Linked DNA regions of Columba livia: region 2 is linked to region 1. The links are chromatin contacts, called in public Hi-C maps. All regions are on one chromosome and are shown on one strand. Each heading gives the region's core, a stretch centred on a gene start, on an enhancer-like site or on the middle of the called end of the contact. The rest is flanking DNA. Distances are from core to core; before and after follow the strand shown. Region 1 holds the start of NUP107 (nucleoporin 107). Region 2 has its middle 12 kb from the start of MDM1.

Evidence for each region. Hi-C and Micro-C count contacts between places; a contact is called where the count stands out from the background.
Region 2: a contact with region 1 is called in a Hi-C map of liver, with 2.4 times the contacts expected there. The contact joins the enhancer-like site here to the promoter of NUP107 in region 1. A contact is called at or near these places in 2 of 2 Hi-C or Micro-C datasets (crop and liver).

What each region holds. Positions count from the first base shown.
Region 1 is chr1:174,371,448-174,375,631 of bColLiv1.pat.W.v2, reverse strand. NUP107 (nucleoporin 107) reads left to right here and starts at 2,715. Exons shown (of 28, transcript XM_065048318.1): 1 at 2,715-3,056; 2 at 3,835-3,920. The coding sequence starts at 3,049.
Region 2 is chr1:174,475,463-174,479,815 of bColLiv1.pat.W.v2, reverse strand. No RefSeq gene overlaps it. Among named protein-coding and RNA genes, the nearest start is that of MDM1, 12 kb to the left of the region's middle. Within about 2 kb of position 2,210, at least 1 of the 3 cell types and tissues checked has an H3K27ac peak away from gene starts, as active enhancers do.

The DNA.
Region 1 (4,184 bases), core at 1,466-3,965:
CGGAGTTAAATTATAGTAGTAGTTATAGTCCCTTCTTTGGTCAGTATGCTTTGCTTTTTCATATTCTGTGGCATTTTTACCTTCTAAATCTAGCAGGGAGGAGTCAGTTACTTCACTCCTGCACTAAGTACAAAAATTTACTTGTGAAATCCCAGCTCTCATAAACTGGGTTTACTGCTTGTGATGCCCTCAATGCAACAAAGACCCCTTGGCACTACGGTCATGATTTTCAGACACAAAATTACAGCTACAAATTAATCTCTTTATTTCTCTTTTTTAATAAGAAAGGGGTTTAGCTGAGCTTCCTTAATAGGATTATGCATGGGGATCAATTTGTTCAGGGTAGGACCACCAGAAGACGTTAATTTGAGAGTCAACAGAGGTGTTTTAATACTAAGCAAGCACATAAACACTTCAGTTAAATTATTGAGATTGGTTAAAAAAAAAAATCCTTACATTTAAACTTCATAAAGTAAAAAATCACACTCTTCCAGGAACGTGTTTCAACTAAGAGAAGATGGGCTAAAACATGAGCTTTGTTCCTTCTCTTACAAAAAGGCAACACATAGTTCAGGTTCCACTTTTTTTTTGGTACTGAATGCAGTTGTGCTGCTGTCACAGTTTACCCAGGAACTTGGCCATCCTCTTGCTTTCGATAGTTCTGAATTAAGACTAGAATTTTGTATATGCAGGTGTCATGTTTGCAGCTTCACAACGCATATGGGGAATTTATTTCATTTGTGAGTTGTCTATATTTAAACATATTTTGTAAAGGGTAATTTGAGTTAATCTGTTTAATTTTAATCTAGTATATCCCGAATGTTAACCTAGTACATCCTGTAAACCCTGATAATTCCACAACAAGGTAGTAAGCAGCAGAGGAATCCTGGGCACCAGCAATAAACCTGCGTGTTTGTGTTAGTCGCGCTACCTGCTGGGTTGTGTTTGCTTGTCCTGCCTCTAAGTACGGAGCGTTGCTACCCCTTGTGAGATTCTGACAGAATCGCTGTAGTTTAGATCGCTGCTGATGCAAATATGTGAAACTTAAGATGGGTTTATAATATTTAATTTAAATTCAGAGTCCTTTATGTCATGATAAAGAAAAATTGTATGTGAGAATTGACTGAAAATTTGCATTCCCTCCTGTTTCTTGGAAATGCAAGATGCTTGCACAAGACTTCCAGTTCTGGTTTTCTCCTTTTCTCCTCCTCTTTCCCTCCTGTTGGATAAAAATGAAGTAGGATGCCAGTCAAAAAATACTGCCAGAAAACAGTTTCCCTCTCTTGCACCATTACTGGAGCCAACTTGAAGCTTCTAAGGTGCTCTCCCAGCCTGCGTTTAAGTTGTTAATACAACAAGTTCTCAAGGCTGAAATATTTTTTCTTTTACAGTTTGTTGGTTTGTTTGAGTTTTTAATTAAAAAAAAAAAACACACAAAGAAAAAAACAACACACACACAAAAAACATCAAACCACAAAACCCCCAACCAACATACCAACAAAAAACCCCAAACCAGTACGTTATGCTCTTAATTTCTCCTCAGCTTTTTCCTTTTGCTTTCTTCTCATGTCATTGCTTTGAATAAACTTGAGATGGCATGCAAAGGAAGCGTTCTCTCTGTCATTGCATCTCTCATTTGTTAACACTTTTCTGCCATGAGAAAGAGTCAGCCTGAGAATTGAACCGGGTATTAATTTGTGCGTTACTCTGTCTGAATTTCCCACCGCGCTACAGAGACAATAATGCTACACTGTTTTGTAAGGATGTGTTGACAGGTACAGTCTATTAAATATGTAGTACTGAATTAGAATAGTCCTTTCAACCTTCTTTTAGTTTTCTGCCGTAATGAAGGTTGTTGCCTTCATTGGTGTGTTCATTATGTCCTTCTATCAGGTAGAGTAACTTACTTCATTTTTTTTTTAATCTAAAACTGTATTTCCTGGGTGACTAATCTGCTCTCTCAGGGTCTTGCACACCCAGCCTTCATCAGGCTCCTCAGCTTTCTTCTTCTGGTGAAGCCACCTGAGGTCAGGCTCTCCAGCAGCTTCACTGGGACACCCAGCTTGGGCATTTCATGGGCATCTTAAGCAACCTATGGGACTTTGTATTATCTTAGCTTTTTCTGCCTTTTTTTTTTTTTCAGATGCATCCTTCTGTATGACGAATTTAAACGCCCAATATGTGCAAAATACCCTCTGTAGCCCCAAATACACCTGAGTACTCGCAAGTTTTTCGGAACTTGTCAGTCTACTGAAAACGCAGTTTGGGCCGTTTTCATTGTACCAGAGTGCAAGCAAATGAACTGTCAGTAGCACCCACTCACTTCCACTGCCGCAGCAGTAACGATGTTTTCCTGTGGTTGAAAAGCACAGGATCCATTTTGGGGAGGAACGGGAGCAGCAGTTTGGGAACTCTGTCACTGTCCAGCCAGGGAAGGGCCAAGTGGCCACACAGGGCGGTCACAGCTTCGCCTCTGGGCGCCTGTATCCGAGTCACACTGCGAGGGACGGGAAGAGACACAGCAACGAGTTTGCGAACGGGTGAGAACACCCTCGTTTTGACAAAGCGAAGGCCAGGACGGAGGTTGCTGCAGCTGAACGTTTAAGAAAACATTTTCGGCATGAGATTCGTCTTTCTCTGTGGAACGGCGTAACCTGAACAGCATCTGAAATGTTTCAACTATTTTTATTTTATTTTTAGGTTTTGTTGCTTCACCCGGGATCCCACTGCCCGGGAACCGACAGAGCAGAGCGACATTTTGCCCGTCACCCTCTCACGTCCCCCGCGGGCCGGCTCTGCCTGCCCGGCCGCCGCTGCCCAGTCCCAGGCTGCCGGCCGCGCCCGCTCACAGCGGCCCGTCCCTGCGCACCGCCGGCTGCGGGGGCGCAGCGCCCGGAGCGGCGCAGCGCCCGGAGCGGCGCAGGCGCAGTGCGGGGCCCCGCCCGGCGCGGGCGGAAGCTCGCCCGTCTCCTTCCGGGCCGGCGCAAGCGGAGGCGGGAAGGCTGGAGGCCGGAAGGCTGGAGCCCGGAGCCCGGGTCGGAGGCCGCTATGGAGCGGTGAGAGGCGGGGGAGCGGCCGGCGGCGCGCCCCGGGGGAGCGCGGGCCCCCGCGGGTGTGGTGTGCGCTGAGCTGACCCGGCCCGGCGCATCCCCCGGCGCTGCGCTCGCACTGCGGGCTGGAAACCGCAGCGACGCCGGAGGAGTTTCTGAGGGGTATCGCGGGCTTTTGTGTCACCGGGAGCTTTAACTCTGCTTGATCTTTTCTGGAATATACCTATAGATTAAACTGACGTTGTTAATTACGCAGGACTCATTGAGCCGGGCCTCTGTAGGGTGCTCTGCAGACAGACCTGCTGGGGCAGGCACAGCTGCGGCCTTCACAGGCCACCTGTGGCTCTTCCTTTGCCTTTTAGTGATTGGTAACCGTATTTTCCTTTTATGCGAGACAGGTGAAGTTTCTCAGTCTGTGGTTATATTGTGTATCTGAAGAAAGAAAAATAGTAAAACCATGTCATTCTTTCAATTGAATTTTTCAGTTCACAATTGAATTTCATACTGTTGCATCTCTTACTAGCTTTTTTTTTTTTTAATAAGAAAAAGTCTGTTGTGGTGTAGAAGGAACAAAGTGTGGGTTCTCAGAAATACTAATTTTCCCAAGGTGATGAGCAATACTAGATGTTCTGTAGAGGAAACTGGACATCAGCACTGGCGTTAGAGGTGACTTAGACTTCATTTAAGTTTCCCGGTTGTGGAGTTACTTGAAGCAACAAAAAAAAACTTGTATGTTCTCCTTGGATTCACTTGCTTATGTTGTTTCTATGTTGCTGTTCTCTAGAAATGTTTTTGAAGATGTGTCATCCCCCCATGATGCAGAGATGGCCAGACCTGGATGGAAGCAAAGCTCTCAGAAAAGAGTCTCTAGTATCCTTCTTCTGTGAGGATTTTTTTATCTTCTCTTTAATCCTTGCTTGGTGTGCTCATGAGGTGTGTGTAATTTTACCACTGCTTTGATTTTGAGCATGTTGAGAACGGTTTTCAAATATACAGTAAGTTATTGTTTTATACCTGTTTAAAGTGAGAAATGTGTGAATACAATGTGAAATTTTTATCCGGTTTGTGAAGTATTCTGCAGTCAAAATTCTGCTATTGAACTATCTCGTATTTTCCCCTTCTTTAGCCTGTATT
Region 2 (4,353 bases), core at 961-3,460, 100 kb before region 1:
GAACAGTAGTAAATACTTAGTTATGTATCCACACATAGCCTCTGGTGTGGCATTAAGCTCTCATGGAGTATTTTCTCTGGTGAATACAATACTATGTGGAAATAACTGGAAGTTAAATATTTCATGTGCAATCACAGGATGAAAAAAAGTCTAAATTTTCAATTGAAAATCTTCAAATTTTCCCCAAACTTTACTTCTTTGTTGTTCTTGTTGGCGAAAAATTAAAGGAGAGTCGCAATCTGCTTTGGTTTTATCAGAATTTAGACTTTGTACAAATAATATCAGAAAGGAGTTTGAAAATCATTTGACATGTTAATTGAACAGTAGCAACAGGATCCAAGAAGGCAATCCAGCTTGACTGCATTATCACAGCTGATGTATTGGCCTTGCTTGAGAAAATTGGTATTTTTGGTTTTCTCTCCATTTTAGGTCTCTCCTTTAAACATGGGTCATGCTGGCAGTTTCTGTGAAGTTGTTGCTTTTTCAAATTTAGAAAAACTATTTGAGAGTTAATTTTTGATATTTTTTTTTCTGCTCACAGCATTATCTCCCTCTCAAACATAGTCATCAGCAAATAATTTGCTGTTAAAGAAGATATTACATTGTTTCCTCTCATAACATGCTGCTTCCATCCGTACTTTAGCTTGAAAATGTAACTCTAATGCAGCAGCTCTTCCATGGGATTTTCCTCCTAATCTTTTTCATCTGCTCTTGCTCCACCCCCAACACTCACTGCACACTGAAAGCATGGTATTGAGGCAGCTTAAAGAAGACATATTTATCACATTTCTTCTGTCTATAAAATGTTTAATCCTCAACAAATGATGCTTTTCTAATCCATTTTTTACAGTCATTGAGAACCATGGCTCATCTCTCGGACATACGTCTCATTGTGTTTTGAATTGGATTATTTAAGAAGCACTGACAAAATGCCTAAAAGCCTTTATTGGCATAGTATTACTTCTGCTAGAAATTGTATTTGCTTCCTGGGCACTTTGGCTAATCCCAATGGCAGAAAGGGTTGCTGGAAGAAGGATGCACAGCAGAAAGAGAGATTGGGGACCACACATCACACAGAGAGCAGGACCAACTCCTGAGGTACTGGAGTAAAGGTTACCTGTTAAAAAGAGCTTTTATCAACAGGTTTTGTCAGAAAAGCTCACAGGAAATCCCAGGATTATTTTGAAGAAAATGTCCTATGAGTTTCCAGAAAAGAGTGGCAGAAGCACCGCATTTTTCTGTCCACATGGGGAGTGACTTGTGAAGCAGCTCAGGGTTGCTTCCTGCTGCCTCACCAGGGCAAACTGAATTTTCAGTTGCTGAATGGGGATAATGCAGATTTTATGGCATGGCAGTTTCTCTGAAGACTTGAGTGCTGACTTTCTTTCCAGTATTGGCCTGAATCCATTAAACTGCACATGAATGCACAATACTAGAAATTTTCCACTGCAATCTATTCATTAAAACTGCAGTCTGTTCTATGGCTTGCTCACTGCAGAAAGACTGAAGTCAACAATTTCTTCTGTTGTGTTTTGGTCGATAAATCTGCTGGTCCAGATTCATTTCTGGTACAATTCCAATGCTGCAATGTGGATGGATGTTGTCTTTTATCTCACTCACAGAATTAAATTGTACAATCAAAAAGACGTGAAATCTTCAAAAGTACTTTGCTTAAGAAAGGGTGAAAATGTCATTGAACAAAGACAAATGGAGGAATTTTAATTTAAAATTTACTGCAGGTTTGCTGACAACTGGTTGTTAAGCCGATCTATTCCAGGTTAAGTTTAGACAATAATCGTAAATCAAAATGAAATACAAGATCAGTTAAATAAAGCTATTTAGAAACATTTATTTTTTAAGATACGCTTTACAGGGCTTCCAGGCAATGCATGGACTGTTGACAACTGAATGATGACTTGGGCGGATGAAGAAGTGGCAGTGAGTGAGAACTGCCTGAGTGAAGCACATCTCTATTCTTCTGTTTTATTACTGCGTTGCCTCTGGCTTCCAGACCCAGGGAGAGGCCAGCTGGAGCAGGCAGGCAAATTTACAGATGTTAACATTTGCCTTTGGCGTTTTCTTTCACCAAAGTTCAGAATATCATCTGCAGTCTTCTGAGGGCTGATGTACAGTTTGGAGGTGAAAGACAAAACTTACCTGATCATCCAGGGCATGGATCTATAACCTGGGACATGGTGCTTTCTCATTTAAAAGCATACTCTGATTATTATTGTTTTTCGTGAGGGGATGTGAAAACCACCGTCTGCGTTGCCGTTGGGACGCGGCACAGTGCGACTGTCACCACTAGGTGGCACGAACCTGATGCAGCAGAAAGCGTCTGAAAAAATGCTGAAACGTAATGCTTTGCTGAACAGCTGCCGTCCGCTAAGTGAGAAGACTACCAGCACCACGCTAGCCATCAGCACAGGACTCGGCTGCAAAGCCCACTTCATTCTGGTTTGCACAACAGCCTTTTAGATAACAGGGGAGGGAGGATGTGTTTGGAAAAGAACCGCTGTGTTGCCTCTTCCTCCCAGCCAAAATGAAAATCCATTGCTACTATTTTTTTTTTCTGTATTTCTGCAGCCAGGTATTTAAAGCACACACTTTTTTATCCCATTTGGAGCTACAGTAATGTGGACAGCTAGGACCACACCATAAAAACAGCTAGCTGGCTGCTGTTGCTGTCCCATTCCCTCTGGCCACGGCCACGCAGCTCACTGGGTGCAACCTTGTTCTAGACCTCAAAATTGTAAACTGAAGTGTCTGAGCAGCTCTTTGCCTCCAGGCCAGCACCAACACTGCACTGCAGGTGTGGGCAGAGCTGCTCTCGTGGTGTCCTCTGAGTGGGATGTCAATCTGGAAGCCTTGGGTCACTCTCCAAGTGGGTGTTAAAGACCCCAAGATACTTCCAGTTGAATCAAGTGATCCTCGAGATTTCTTTAGGGATATACACTCTAATATACTGCTGATTTTTTGTTTAGATTTGCTAATACCTAATCCATTACTTAAAGCAACTTTTTTATATAATTATGATAATTGATCCTTATTAAATACAGGAAAGCTGGCCTCGCTGTTTACAACATAGGGGGCTGATAGCTACAGAAATATGTTCTGAATAGTCTTACAACTCTTGATTAAGCTTTTATAAGTTGGTTTTTTTTTCTACATCATGAGAGATGTGGAAAGCACTTCAAACAGGGAGAATATGTGCTTTAAATGTGGTATCATATATGCAGAAGTCTCTCAAAATAAAGAAAATGGAAGGTCCTTGTACTAAAGCACCTATGCTTTAAATGAGATTAAGTGCAGGATAAGATAACAATAAACAAAGGGTTGGATGAAAGACTGGCAATGGTGAACAGTCAGACTTTATAATACAACCATATCTTATTTCCTCCTCACATTTTTTTTAATACAGTAAATTTATTGTAATAGGATTTCTGGACAGCATCCACTTTGAAAGCCTGTGCAGAGATTAGCAATAGAAGATTGGCTGAAAAAAAAATTGAGGCATGTCAAAGGATTTTAAGGGAGTCCGAGGTTGCAGGAAGCAAAAGATCAGAGACTACTTCTTTAAAAATTCTTCTAACAATTCCCATTTCTTAAACAGACAGCACATTTAAATACATTACTCTTATATAAAAGTCCCTGAGTCATTTGTGTCAAATGTGAATTTGGTTTGGTTTCCTGGAAGTGTGATGCTACACTCAGACACTGTGGTGACGAAGGTTGTACACATGAAGCCAGTCAGAAACTGCGTGCAGGGGTAAGAGTTTCCTTACAGGAAACTTGAATTTTGGCAGAAAACGAAGTCAGTTCTCAATTTTGGCTAATGATTTAAAAAAAAACAGGGAAATGTTCTTTTTTTTGTACAACATAGAGGAAAGCAGACTATATCTGAGAAAATCTTCATTTTGAGACTACCTGATTTTTCATCAGTACAAGTTTCAATCAACAGTTCAGATATCTCTAAAGCATGTATTCTCGCACTGTTAAGTCCCTTGCCCGAAAAGGACGGCAATTTACTTGCACTTGTCAATTATATGCTGTTTAACTACACGTGTATTGTGGATAGCACTTGAAAACACATGATAATAGAAGCCCTGAAGTTTGAAGCTTGCACAGAGGCAAAGCTTGCTTGGGGATCTTTGTTTGGAGTGGGCTTTCTGCTCAGGCAGAGATGCTTCACCAGCCTTTTCCCCTCTTCTGTGATCAGAGCTTCATCCCACCCCATTTGCTTCGCAAAGGTCTGGGCTCCCAGGGCCCTGCAGCAGTGACAGGGGCACAGCCAATGCAGGGGAACAGCCCAGGGAACAAACCTTGAAACAGTATCTGCCAAGGCTGAGGGTG